Regions from separate parts of the Gasterosteus aculeatus genome. Here region 2 is linked to region 1. A link is a contact called in public Hi-C data. All regions are on one chromosome and are shown on one strand. Each heading gives the region's core, a stretch centred on a gene start, on an enhancer-like site or on the middle of the called end of the contact. The rest is flanking DNA. Distances are from core to core; before and after follow the strand shown.

Region 1 (6,344 bases), core at 1,961-4,460:
GACTTTTAAAAACACCAAAGTAATGGAAGTAGGCGGCGTTGGACCAGCAGCCCCGGTGTTGTGTCAGGTAGAACTAGCGGCTTGTCAATGACGATTATCACTTTGCTCCATCTAATGCGGTGAAACACTGACCAGAGAAGAACCACACGAACACACTTCTGAACAGCTCGCCCGTTTGTGTCCCAGGTTCCATGCGAATGGACCTGAGATTTACATCCTCACCACTTCTGAACGGCCTGCAGGGCTTCGCTTGCAGTCTGCTTGATCTCCGCCTCCAGCCGACTTCTCTCCCTCCTCACCTGCTGCTTCAGGCCGACGGTCAGCGTCTGCAGACATGAGACAGACTCTTCTTATCCACTGTTACATTCTGATGTGGGGAATAGATCCATGTCTAAATCCGCCTAATCCGAACTATGACACTGATAATTGCTGCTGCTGCGCATCGATCGGTGCATTTCTAGTGAGTGAAGCTCATCTTCTGTGGGGATGCAGCAGGCACCTCGTGGATGGTGTCCAGAACGGCGATATTTTCTGCAGCTCGGGCCAACGCCTCATCCACCGACTCAATCTTAATCTCCTCGACATCAACCTGCACAACACACAAGCAGACTTTTAACCACTTTAATCTGACTTAATTGATGTTATTTACATCCTTCTGTCCAGTTTGTTGTGTTTCATGATCCACATTCTGTAAAACCTCACATCTCTTTCCCCCAGATGTGTCTTCTAGCTCTTCTGGGAAAACAAAGGCTATTCCCAGGAACCACAAAAATAGAAACATTCACACATGTGTACAACATTCACTCGAGATATTTCTCCACCCACCTCCTCCAGCTACATTTAAGTTTCCAAGAGAAGCAGAGAAACGCCTCATTTTACAAAAAATGTCACATTTTTCCAGCGTTGATTAGAGGAAAATTAAGTGTTAAACATTGTGAGCTTCTCAGCATTGCACGTCAACGCCGTGCTAGAAGCAGGTAGCCAATCAAATCAAAGATGATTACAACACACTATATACTTGTTTTCCACTCCTTTTTCCCCGTCATTATAATATAATATAATATATATAGATGTACTTATATACATTGATCGTTGGGAATAAGGGTAGATTGAAATTAGTTTAGTTTGAACAGTAACATTCTGGTCTGAGGTGACGGTCACCAACACACCTGCTTGGTGACCTCAGTGCCGGCGCTGACGTCTTTGGCCGGTGTTAATTTGGGCTTTTTGCAATTGAACGATCCAGAAGACCTTAAAGAGACACAAAGGCAACAATCAAAGGATAAAATCTATCTCTTTTTAATATGTTGAACAATCCGACTACACAAGAAGGAGGCATAAAGATGTGTTAAGTTGGCTGTGTCAGTTGGCTCGTTGATCTCAACATTCCAAAATACCTCTTCATCTTGTTCATTTTGGAAGTGTAGATTAGGCCAATGATTCTGTTGTCCTCCGGCAGGGCGAACACTCCTCCTTCAGGAAGCGTTGACTCAACCTGCACAGAGCGAACTTCACGGTCACCCTAAAATCAAAAACTAAACAAACACATATTGTGAAGATCTGCTCCTGTGGCCGGCTGCTGACCAACCACGGTGGTAAAGGAGGACGCGGTTGGCATCGTATGCCTGATCATAACAATACACACAGAGGACAAACAGCCTTCAGGTAATGAAGAAGACAAGTTATTACAGGAATTCCTTCTTTGAGGTTATGAATCAGAATCTGGGAAGAAAAGAACCTCCGTTCTTACATGAAACAATATTTCCCCCCCTCATTACTACAAAAGAAGTCCCATTTCACCTCACACTCCGGACATCTAATGACCCCGTGCCGGTGGAAGGAGAGCAGGCAGGACGTGCAGAAGATGTGAGCACATACAAGCACACGAGGGAGGTTTCCCTCCGAATCATCCTCTGAAAAAAAATGGAAATACAAAAAAAAAACAGACCGTAGGAATAATAAATTATCTTTGTAATGATCCAGTTCAATTTAAAAGCACATCACATCACAACATTAATTAGTGCAGATGTATGCAGGTTCGCTGCTAGATCGTAACAAACTCTAAATAATGTAAAATTAACCTCTTTCCCATTTTTCCAAAGGTTAATGCACAAACTACTTGATTATATGACAAAAAAATACAAATTTCAAACAACACGTTATATTATTATAAATTCATGAATATGGTTTCAAGTAACGTTGAGTCACAACAATGCTGATATGCTTGTTTTGTAGTTTACAGTTGCTACTAGTGAGTTGTTCTTAATTCATTTTGTTTCTATGCCAATGGTTTATGATCTTAATGATTAATAATCAACGGCTGGTTAGTATTTACATTCAACTTCTCCATTTATATTATCAGCTTTAATAGACTGTTTAAAAGTTATTACCTCAGTACTATAGTGCATTTGTGACAATTTGAAAAAAGATGTTTCATAATCGCATAAGAAGAAAATACAGATACATCAAGTCAAGATGTTAATGAGTTGGTGTAGTATTATGGAGTAGATATATGATATGACCAAATGCTTATTTATATGACTGTGATAGCGTAGGGTTGACATTTAGTTATTTGATTTATTAACAACACCACTGTTATTTTTATTATACTTTAAAATTATAATTGTTTTATTAAATCCAGTTACAGGTTCAACTATGTCTGTCACGTTTTAAAAAAAAACGATGGGGGATTCAACATATTTGAATGTGGTTTAAGAGTCACGTGTTCCCGTGAATCGCGTTGGGCGCGAGGTTTTGAGGCTCTTGGTGCTAACTTACGTTAGCTTAGCACACGCAGCTGAAAACAACAACCCCTAGGGAACTACTTTAAAAATCTAAGGACAATACAATATGCTGCATTCCACAAGTACAACGTATAAATTATCGGTATTTGAAACTTTTTAAAAGGACTCGCTAATTAACTAGCTGAGCTAACTGAGCTAGCTTCGCCGCTTGCTAGCTGGCGTTAGCCGATGAAACGACGTGTTTTAAGCTAACTTAAGTTATAAAACACGATATAACGTATTAAACTGTAACAGGGTACATTTACTCATCCTACCCGACAGTCTGAACACCTCCCCGCAGAAACTGCACTTCATAGTGCCCATGGTGCCGAGGTTGTCGCCCAACTCCATCTTTATTCTTACGTTAATGGTTTTATTCAAAGAGGTCGCTCCTCACGACGACCACGGTGCGCGGTCACGCGGTTTTCGTGGTCACGTGACCGCGCAGGGTACGTTCACGGCACCGTGAGTCATGTGAACGGCAGGCACCCGTTCGAAGATCAATAATAAAATGTGTTTTAATGAGCGTCTTCTACTGAATTTATTAATTTTCCATCGTATTGCATCAGGTGATATTCACCTTTATTGACGTTGCCCAAATGGAGCTCTTTCCTGTGGACAGTGGGGGGCACCAGAGACTGAGAGGACCCGCAGGTGGCCTCGGGGGACCTTCACAAAGGCCAGATGGGAAATGGATGTGTTTATATATATATATATATATATATATATATATATATATATATATATATATATATATATATATATATATATATATATATATATATATGTGTGTGTATGATGTTGCTTTAATGTAAGTCGTGTCTACCCTGCGTCTTATTATCTCGTAGCACGTTCATCCTGTACGTCTCTTCGTGAAATTTATTCTCTTTTTTCCTTCTGAACCAATCTCAGCGTGCTGATCCGCAGTAAGTGGGAGTGACAGCCCATGGTGCACGTGGAGGCATCACAGTGGTGAAGGTAAACCTTCCAGAGTGAGCGGGGGGCTGATGCACGTGAAATGCATACCCAAGTAGGAGGCACCACGATCCCTGATCGGTTCACACATCACCTCCGATGTATCTGACATTTCAAGAGGAAAAAGCACAAACACACAACACATATATATGTTTGCAATGAGTACAAAAGGTGCAAAGAAGAACTCACCGTGTGGTCACTTTCAGTTTAAATTAAACTTAACAAGAATATCAAATAGAAGTTATAGAGCATATTCATTTAGCTGCAGACTGAATCACATGCATTGACATATATTATAAATCCATGAATCATTAGAGTTCCACTTTGCACTTTTGCTGTTTTATAACATTATAACATCAATGAAAACGATCTGTCAACGTGGTTGTGGATCCATATGAAGCCGCCCCATGTTTCCTCCTCATCTTTTGTAAACTTCCTGTCAAACAAAAGAATATTTAATAACCTCCTCCGGTCTGAATTCCAGCAGATGGAGAGAATGTGTAGTTATGTGTGAACGTGACACTGAAGGAATCTGGTTTTTACCAGAGCAGGATGATTGACTGGGAGGAGGGGGGGGGGCTATGGTGGTAGTGGGTGGGGGGGCAGTGACGTGTTTACTATGGGTAATGAACCAATCAGCCGGCTGCCTGGGGGGGTGGAGGCGGGGGGGTTGTGGGGGTCTGAGGGTCGCCCCATCTTTCTTCTTCCCAAATGTGGGTCACTTCTCATCCTGGGGTGATTTCCCTCTCATGCCTTTGCAGGAACAATACGCCCCCCCCCCCCCTCCCCCACCTCTCCCCACCAAACCCGCAATGCTCCTAATTGAGCAGCGTGGTCTGGGTAAGTCCTGATGCCTCGCGTTGTCCGCTCTGTGGTTATCATCCAGTCCTTCCATCACCATGTGGGCAAAGACCCCCGAGTATCGAGACCCCCGAATGTCTAAAATGAAAGAGAATCTGACTCAAAGGCTACAAAACTTTAACATGCATTGTACTTCTATTGCTATTTAATTTGTTATGTTGTATATTTTGAATGCTCATTTTGTAGTTATCATTTATACATTTTCTATTTCATTGTTTTATTTTTGTAATATTTTTATTTGTATTACAGTGTGTTGTGTTGGATTCTTGGTTGGCCGACAGTCACTTAAGGGTAGGCTGGAAGGGTTGGGTGGGGTTAGGGTGGGGGAGTTAGGGTGGGGGGTCGTACCTTTCATCTGTAATATATTTAATAATTCAGCCACCCTATACTTAGACGCACGTCCATCTCCAACATATGCTGCAGAACAAATTCTGGGTTTAATGGGAAACCAACAAAAATGACATTGTTCTATTGACAGATGTTATGATTATGATTCCTTCAGCAAACATGCAGATCTTCAGATGTTTTTCCTTCCATTTGAGGAACCTCTTGAGTCTGCGAGGAAGCCCCTCTGACCTACTGGCTGAGTCCTGGAAGGAAGACAACAAGAAGGTCACGCAGGACGCAGGCGACTCATGGATTGGCTTTAAGTGGACCTCCCCCCTGAACCCCCTCAGGCTCTGGCATTAAGAGAGCAGCGGTGCTGGCAAATGACGGGCTGCTTTGTAGCTTCCACGATGCCTTTGTCTGGTCAAAGAAAGACTTGAATAGAATAAATACACTCCAGAATCAACTCCGGCCCAGTAAGGCCCGGTAAGGCTAGAAGAGGTCAGCGCTGTGACCTCACAGCCGTTGCAGCATCGCATGCCTCCACATGGCGGGAACGGACCAGCAGAGAGCCGGAGATCCGACCAATCAGGCAGCTCGATAGCGGGAGGTACAGATCAGCTCGCCTCGCCTTTTGGAAAAGCCGGTTGTTTTGGTACCATGTCTGAGAAGAAAAGGGGGGTTGTGTCTTTTTTTACGGGAGGGGTTGGGAGGTGTTTTAGCAGTGAGCCGAGAGCGATCTCTGTTGAAATGATCTCACTTTGCTGCACTTACAGAATGCTTGACCTGCTTCTCAGCATCGATATGGCACATTTCTCGGGGCGAGGCGGGGGTCGGCACGGAGGGTCCCGATCGACGTGGAAGTGTGTGTTCGTGTGTGTTCTTCCTACCTGTCAGCTGCCCTCCTCGGTGGGCGACCGGAGGGCCGAGGAGTTGCTGTTGATTCAGTTTTCACACGACCCAGAAGCAAAGGGAGTCGGACCAATGACACGCTGCCAGAAACACATCCACGATGCAGAATTATGTTGAGCAATTGCAGATGTGTTGTTAGTAACGCTGCAAACTGCGTTGCTTTGCTTGATAATCAAAGAATAAAATGCTCTGACAAAAATAAAATAAAAGTGCACACAGTGAGCGGCTTTGGAGTAAGGGGCAACTCGGAGACTCAGTGGATTCAGGGAGGGCTACTGGGACAGGGTAGATAACCCGGGCTGAAGGGTTCTTTGAGGTTGGAGGATTTTCAAAATGATCCCGGGGCAGTGAGCAGGATTTACCACCTTCAGGGGGCATTTTTAAAGGCCATTTAATGCAGTTGTAAGTCAATTGATTCTCGCTATTTCAGAATATTCAACAATGCAAAGCAGCTCTTTGTTGGTCCTTTTCCTTTCTCTATTCTCC
Region 2 (6,767 bases), core at 1,668-4,167, 54 kb after region 1:
AATGTGGGAAAACATGTGCCATGGAGGGAGAAATCTCCTTAAATTCTCACTAGCACAGCACTTCATTATCCTCAACAAGAAACCCTTTCACACACACACACACACACACACACACACACACACACACACACACACACACACACACAGTGTCCTTGTGTATTTGTGTGTGTGTGTGTTGACTTTCTCTTAACTCTTTTGTCCATCATTGTATGATATTTCTGTGCTGATTTTCGTGGTGACTCTGAATAATAATTGACCTTTTTTTCAATGTTAGTTAATTTGCTGAGGTGTGTAAATACACACTTGTAGATACACACATGTAAATACACACTTGTAGATAATATGTTCAGGACAATAGTTCCCTGGGACCTCATCACACGGTTCCATTCTAAATGTCCTCATATCGTATTAATATGTATTATTATACTTGTTGTCTCCATTACAGTCAATTGTGTGTGTGTGTGTGTATAGTTCTGCATATTTATGATACAGAAATATATAAGTATATAAATATATCACCTTGTTGTGTTGTGTGAAAAAATCCAAAGTGTATTTTTCTACATGCCAATTCTGCTGCTGCTGCCGCTATAGAAAGTATATTTGCTGCCAGGCGACCGTTTGTTTACTGTCAGTTTGATGCTCACGAGATAAACGTCATTCATTTTAATAAATGTTGCTCTTGGGAAACAACTTTGCAGATCAAACTAAGTTGTATTTATTGTTTGTGTGGAATAATTTTCCCGTGACACAATTAATAATAAACTTAATGCAGAGACAATTCAAAGAAGACAAGCTGATGTCCCCTTGCATGTCTTTATTGTCCCCTTGCATCTCTTTAGTCCTCTTGCATCTCTTTAGTCCCCTTGCATCTCTTTATTGTCCCCTTGCATCTCTTTAGTCCTCTTTTGATTCCTGCCTGCAGCTCCCTTTGAACAATGAATTACTCCTCAACCTCCCTACAGCACACACACACACACACATGCACACACACACACACACACACACACATACACACATGCACACACACGCATGCACGCACGCACACACACACACACACACACACATACACACACATACACACACACACACACACACACATACACACACATACACACACACACACACATGCACGCACGCACACACTTACACGCATGCACACACACGCACGCACGCACGCACACACACACACAAGATGCAACAGTACACACTTTCCCAAAGTGAAAAGTAACATTGAAGTTGCACTACAGGACTCGTGTGTATTACACACAGTTATTTTATCCACAGGTGCACACGCACACGTTCACGCTTCAGTCACTGTGTGCTTTTGTACTTGTGTCCCTTTCATGTGCGTGTTGCTGAGGAAGAGGAGGAGGAGGAGGAGGAGGGGGGGGGTCACCAGTCTGACCTTCGCTGGCATTAAACTAAACGGATTAAGTCTAACCTTCATCTCGCCCTTTGTCCTCCTCACCAACGCTCTCATCCACGTTTAAAGAAGCGCTTTGAAGAAGCTTTCTGCTTCCTCTAACCGTGGAACCGCTCGAGGTCTGTGGGGGACGTCTGGAGGTCTGTGGGGGACCCCTGGAGGTCTGTGGGGGGACGTCTGGAGGTCTGTGGGGGACCCCTGGAGGTCTGTGGGGGGACGTCTGGAGGTCTGTGGGGGACCCCTGGAGGTTTGTGGGGGGACGTCTGGAGGTCTGTGGGGGACCCCTTCACATGGGCCAGGGTTCTCTGACATGGATGGAGAACTTTGTGTACTTTGATGGCTTTGATACGATATCTTGAATATACACATTGAGTTAACAGCAAAGTGGGCCGGTGACCTTTGAGGGAAACCCCTGCTGCCCCCTGCACGGGAGACCTCAGAAGCACATCCACCCCCCCTCCAGGTCCCTCTGGTTTTGGGGTGTGGGGGGTCACAGACGACATCTTTCACAGCATCAACGTCTGCCGGGGAATAAACTGTTTGTGAAGATCTGTGTGCAAGAATGTTCACGTTTGTTCATCTGTAAGCAACATCTGGAGTAGGGGGGGGGGGGCAACAGCATGAGCTCAGAGGACAAGCTTGGCAGCCACGTGAAGCCACACTGTGTGCGTTTTGTGGGTTTCCCCTCTTATTACCTGCTCACGGGTGGCCATTATATCCGTGACCTCTGACCCCCCCCCCCTTACATAAACTCCCTCGTTAACTACGCCGGGCCTTTGATTACCGGGGACATCCAGAACCTTCGATCGGGCCAGAATGTGCGTGTGCGTTTCACTGTGTGACCCGTTTGTGGCTCTCAGCTGATGCAACGTGTTGTGGGTCCAGAAGCTCTTTGTGTTGACGGGAATGTTTGTGATATCTGGGTTTTAATACACAAAACGTCCCATTTGATGGCGAGCTGTGGGTACCGGTTCACATAGAGGATCAGGACTAAAGTGAGACTGGTCCTCGGTACCATCAGACAGGTCGTGAGATAATGTGATGTAACCCACTGGATGGACCTGATGGGGGGTCACCAACATCTCCAGGTTTGTAAATCAATAACAATGAAGATGAAGATCCCTTGTTCTCTCTTAGCAGGACTGGTTCACAGCTGTCCTCAGCCAATCAACATCAGTCGAACCAATGGAGGACCAGTCTGAAGGTCTTCACCATCATGTTGGTTCCATGTTGTTTTGGGGACACATCAACAAGGGAAACATTTCCATGGGCTCAATAAATCCACCAGGGGGATTTAATTCAGAAATTCCCTCCAATCTGATTATTATAATCATCATAAGTGGCTCTAAGAGGCTTCGGCCCCGTTTGATTCCTTCATCTGACTGAACAATAGCGGGAGGACTGATATGCAGGCTTCTGACTAACGACCGCCGCGCTGACCCACTTCCTGCCTTCCCATTGGCTCACAGCCCGGCGGTTGCCCGGGGAGACGGAGTTGGCCAGCTGTCACTCACCATGTGTTTGATGCAGCTCAGATAGTGAGCATGTTTATGCCTGTGTGTGTGTCTCTTCCCTCTATCGGCGCAGACGGGATGTACAGAACCTACGAAGGGCGGTTTGCATGTTGGTTTATCCTATAAGTCTTTTGCATAATAACAATAATAAGAATAAAAAGCAACAATAGGATTTTAATTCTCTTTATTCTTTATCACGTCACCTCTACGAGACCCGTCCTGGGTCCAGGTGTGCTGGGTCCAGATGTGCCGTTAATAGTATTTTTAAAGGTTTTGTTCTACATTAAGCATGTACTGTTGTTTTTAATCTTTATCATCATTTTTATTCTTAAGTGTAATGAACATGAAACATGAAACTATGTCGCCTTCATTCGTTTGGATCCAGATGTTTGTGCAGTAAAATTCCAAACGTTGACTTCATTCCTCTAGGGAATGACAATGAAGGTCCATCAGGACTAAGACCTCACAAGACCACACAAACAGCTTCTTCATCAACAGAGACTGACTCTGACATCCCACTTTCTTCACTGCACACGTCACTTTGTGTTCGCACTTTATTTTTTTTTCCTTGTATTCCTTTATTCTTAAACTAACACTTACCATTATATGTTCTTTTATTCCTCTTGCACTGTGTTGTCTTATCGTCCGTTGTCGTACTCTCTGCTGTTACTAAGTCAAATTCCTTGTTTGTGACACATTATGGTCATAAATGTCTCCTGAGAACGTTTCAGATCACGTGGTGATCTGCTGCCGCCGTGAGGCCGGACCGTGAACTGGTCATATGTGTAAATGTTATAGGAAAATGGCCATCGGCCTCTCCCCCCTTCAAAAGAATCTAATGCTTTAACACACGATAATCGACGGAAAGTCTCTCAGTCAGCGGAATGAAACGGCCGTTTGCAGCTTGTTGGTTTTGTTAGGGATTTAAGCCAGAAGTGCACCCCTAGTCATAGAATTTGTAGTGCGTGTGATAATGTTTAGTGTTAGAATTATAGTTTGTGTGTTATTAGATATTAGTTATTACATTAACATGTTAGATGAAGTGAATGCAATTTCAATCAAACACAATTCATAGTCATTTAAATCATATAAACACTGTACACATTAACATTCTGTCACAATGTGATGTTAAAACCTGGGGACGGATGCCAATTGCCGTTCTTTATGGATTTCTCCCAATTTTATCCCCAAAAAGGGTTTTTTGGGAGTTTTTTCTCCTGTCAGGTAATAAATGAACAACTTCATGTAAGGCAGCCGACTGAGGCAAATGTCTTGAGAATTGAACCACATGAACTGTTTTAGATCTTAGGATGAAATGTGATGAACGGTGATCATTAATGATGGGTTGTTGTAATGAAAGTGTACTAGTTATAAGATGAAGACTTAAACGATGTATGCTTTGTTAAATTCACTCATTGAGGCATAAAGCCGAATGTATCTACATTGAGTGCATTGGAATGTGAGGGACAGATGGACAGAGAGGTTTCAGGTTACAGCTGCAGATTCACACCTCGACGTGGAAGGGACAATGGAGGAGGTGACCCTTTGGAGAAGAGGCCAATGACATTCAAATGCACCAAAGAAGACACACCTCAAGAGTTTTCAAAGGACCAAAGCGGGGAAAAGACTGTTAGAACTTCTCCTGCAGCCGCGTTGATAAGTCACTTCAGACTTGCTCAGAGGATTCTCTATTTCGCGAAATATTCCACTGTTCGCTTAGTATTTCACTTTGTAATTGTAATCCCTATTACGTTGTTCAGTTATTAAATAACTTTTGATTTTTGAATTTAAACGAATTGACTCATTCGTGTCCTCGTTTCCGGCCGGGACGAGAACAAAGGATTGAGTCCTCCCTCGAGAGCTTCCGAAACCTTAACAGTTTGACGCTTTAACTTCTACGTCCTGTCGTCAGTTAAACAGTTTCCTCCTCTAGTAAGACTTCTTCTTCCTAACTGTCAGATCTGTCAGCACTGCTGCCGGTGTTAGCACCGTTAGCACCGTTAGCTCAGACGTAGCCATCATGGCAACAAATGTGCTCTGAATTATAAAAGTAGAGATAAAAAAGTAAAAATGAATCTTTGACCGTATGCTCATAAATGTTGGCTTGATGTACGAGCGTCTTCTCACTGACATTCTGAATTATATGAGGTTTGTTTAGCGGTTATCGTGTACTTGTGTGTCTGTATTTGGTCGGAACATGCAGCAAAATGTTTGTGCATAATCTCCCCCAAAAGTATTTCTGTACATTCACAACACAGCCGTCTTACATTAATCTGCATAACATCCAACCACAGTTTCTGTTAGCATCCTGTTAGCATCATGTTAGCATCCCTTCCCTTTAAAACAACCCTGGGCAATAAGCACCACTCACGAGGAAGCTTGACTCTGGCTTTTATTGCTCACGTTCACACATCACACAGTCAAAACGTCTCGTTTGGACAGTTTCTGAGCTTCAGCAGGTTTTCTTGGTCCGTGCTTTAGTTTTGGGTTTCGTTTCCTAAAGAGTTCTTTCTGTGAGGTCTGTTTTTATTCTTTTTTTTTTTTTTTCAACAAACATTAACAAAGACACAGTTAATCACGAGGTCGAGTTCATTGGTGGAAAAGCATTCAGCCAATTTCGTGCGAATCTCTTCTGTCTCTTTTCCAGAGTGAATCGTGTATTTAGAGCGGACACATTCTAGGCCGGCTTAAAGCGACGCCTTCGCACTCCGCCTGCTGACAAGGCGCAATCGGAGGACCTCGTACTCGGCCAACTTTTGGAACGAAACTCTCCATCTTTCAGCGGAAAAAACGTGAAACAGCAGCAAATGATCCGACACTTTCATATTTTGGTTTCGTATAACCACCGCTGACCTGAGCGAAGGGAGACGTTGGGAGGCAATAAAACGCCTCTCGCCTTTGTTCCCTGAAGAGGTGGCACTTTAATCATTTTGATTAACGTGAAATAAAGGTAGGAAAACAAACCCGCACAGACGAGGACCTCACTTCCGTCTGATGGATCTAGGCCATCTTTGTTAAAAGAGCAAGGAAATTACTAAAAGGTATTCGTGCCGACTAAAACCCCCCAAGGAAACCATCAAAGGTGCCTGAAGGAGATGGGGGGGGCACATGACAAGGGGCCAAACGGCGTGACGGACGATCAGATGTGTCAGCGAGAGGCTGAACACTGTTGAGTAACGGGGGGAAAAACCAGAGACACCGTTAGCGCAGTTGGCAAAGCGGGCGTCCTCTTCCAGAGCAAAGACTCCAGTCTGCTCCTGCGGGTCATCATACAAAAACAAAAGGTTCACCACAACAGAAAAATAGCCCACATGCGCTAAATAATCATCCACAGAAACGTTAACGCAACAAGCGTAGAGTTGAAGCAGCAGCAGACGGACGGTGGCACACGGTGCAGAGAGGCACAGGAGGCACCCAGGACTTGTTCCTCGGAGCTTCTCCACCGCTTTGAGCTTCACGCTCCTCTAAACGTCGGGTTTGACTCCAGCAGCTGTAGAGCCTCCCAACAGTGTCTCTTTACAAAACGAGACTACGTCACCTTTTTCATTTTAACACCTCCAGCAGCATCATGTCTGCTCTTTCCCTCGGTGAGGGTTTTTTTTTTTTGGGCTACACAGAAGCTTTCAGTTCACTGACAATATAAAATTACTGTTTCCAAAATGTCTCTTTCCCGAAGTCTAAAAATATATAAATATAAGTACCAAAAGGTGACAATGTACTCAAAATATTCAGCTGGAAATATTTTCTCTTCTTTAAATATAAAAAAAACAAACATTGATCTTGCTTAAAAAGTTCATAGGATACAATTTGCATCAACAGGTGTGAGCAAC

The links. A called contact is a pair of places that touch in the nucleus more often than the background predicts.
Region 2: a contact with region 1 is called in a Hi-C map of skeletal muscle, with 5 times the contacts expected there. The contact joins the enhancer-like site here to the promoter of rnf17 in region 1. A contact is called at or near these places in 5 of 6 Hi-C or Micro-C datasets (blood and trunk muscle, liver, skeletal muscle and 1 more).

The regions. Positions count from the first base shown.
Region 1 is chr16:19,042,231-19,048,574 of fGasAcu3.hap1.1, forward strand. It overlaps rnf17 (ring finger protein 17), which reads right to left and starts at 3,211. Exons shown (of 37, transcript XM_078090891.1): 1 at 3,059-3,211; 2 at 1,801-1,913; 3 at 1,398-1,495; 4 at 1,170-1,251; 5 at 223-326. The coding sequence starts at 3,134.
Region 2 is chr16:19,096,279-19,103,045 of fGasAcu3.hap1.1, forward strand. arhgap20 (Rho GTPase activating protein 20) reads left to right here. Exons shown (of 15, transcript XM_078090894.1): 15 at 1-704. LOC120834470 (putative ribonuclease ZC3H12C) reads right to left here. Exons shown (of 6, transcript XM_040202474.2): 6 at 6,589-6,767. Among protein-coding and RNA genes, the nearest start is that of LOC120834470, 19 kb to the right of the region's middle. Within about 2 kb of position 2,918, at least 2 of the 9 cell types and tissues checked have open chromatin away from gene starts, as enhancers often do.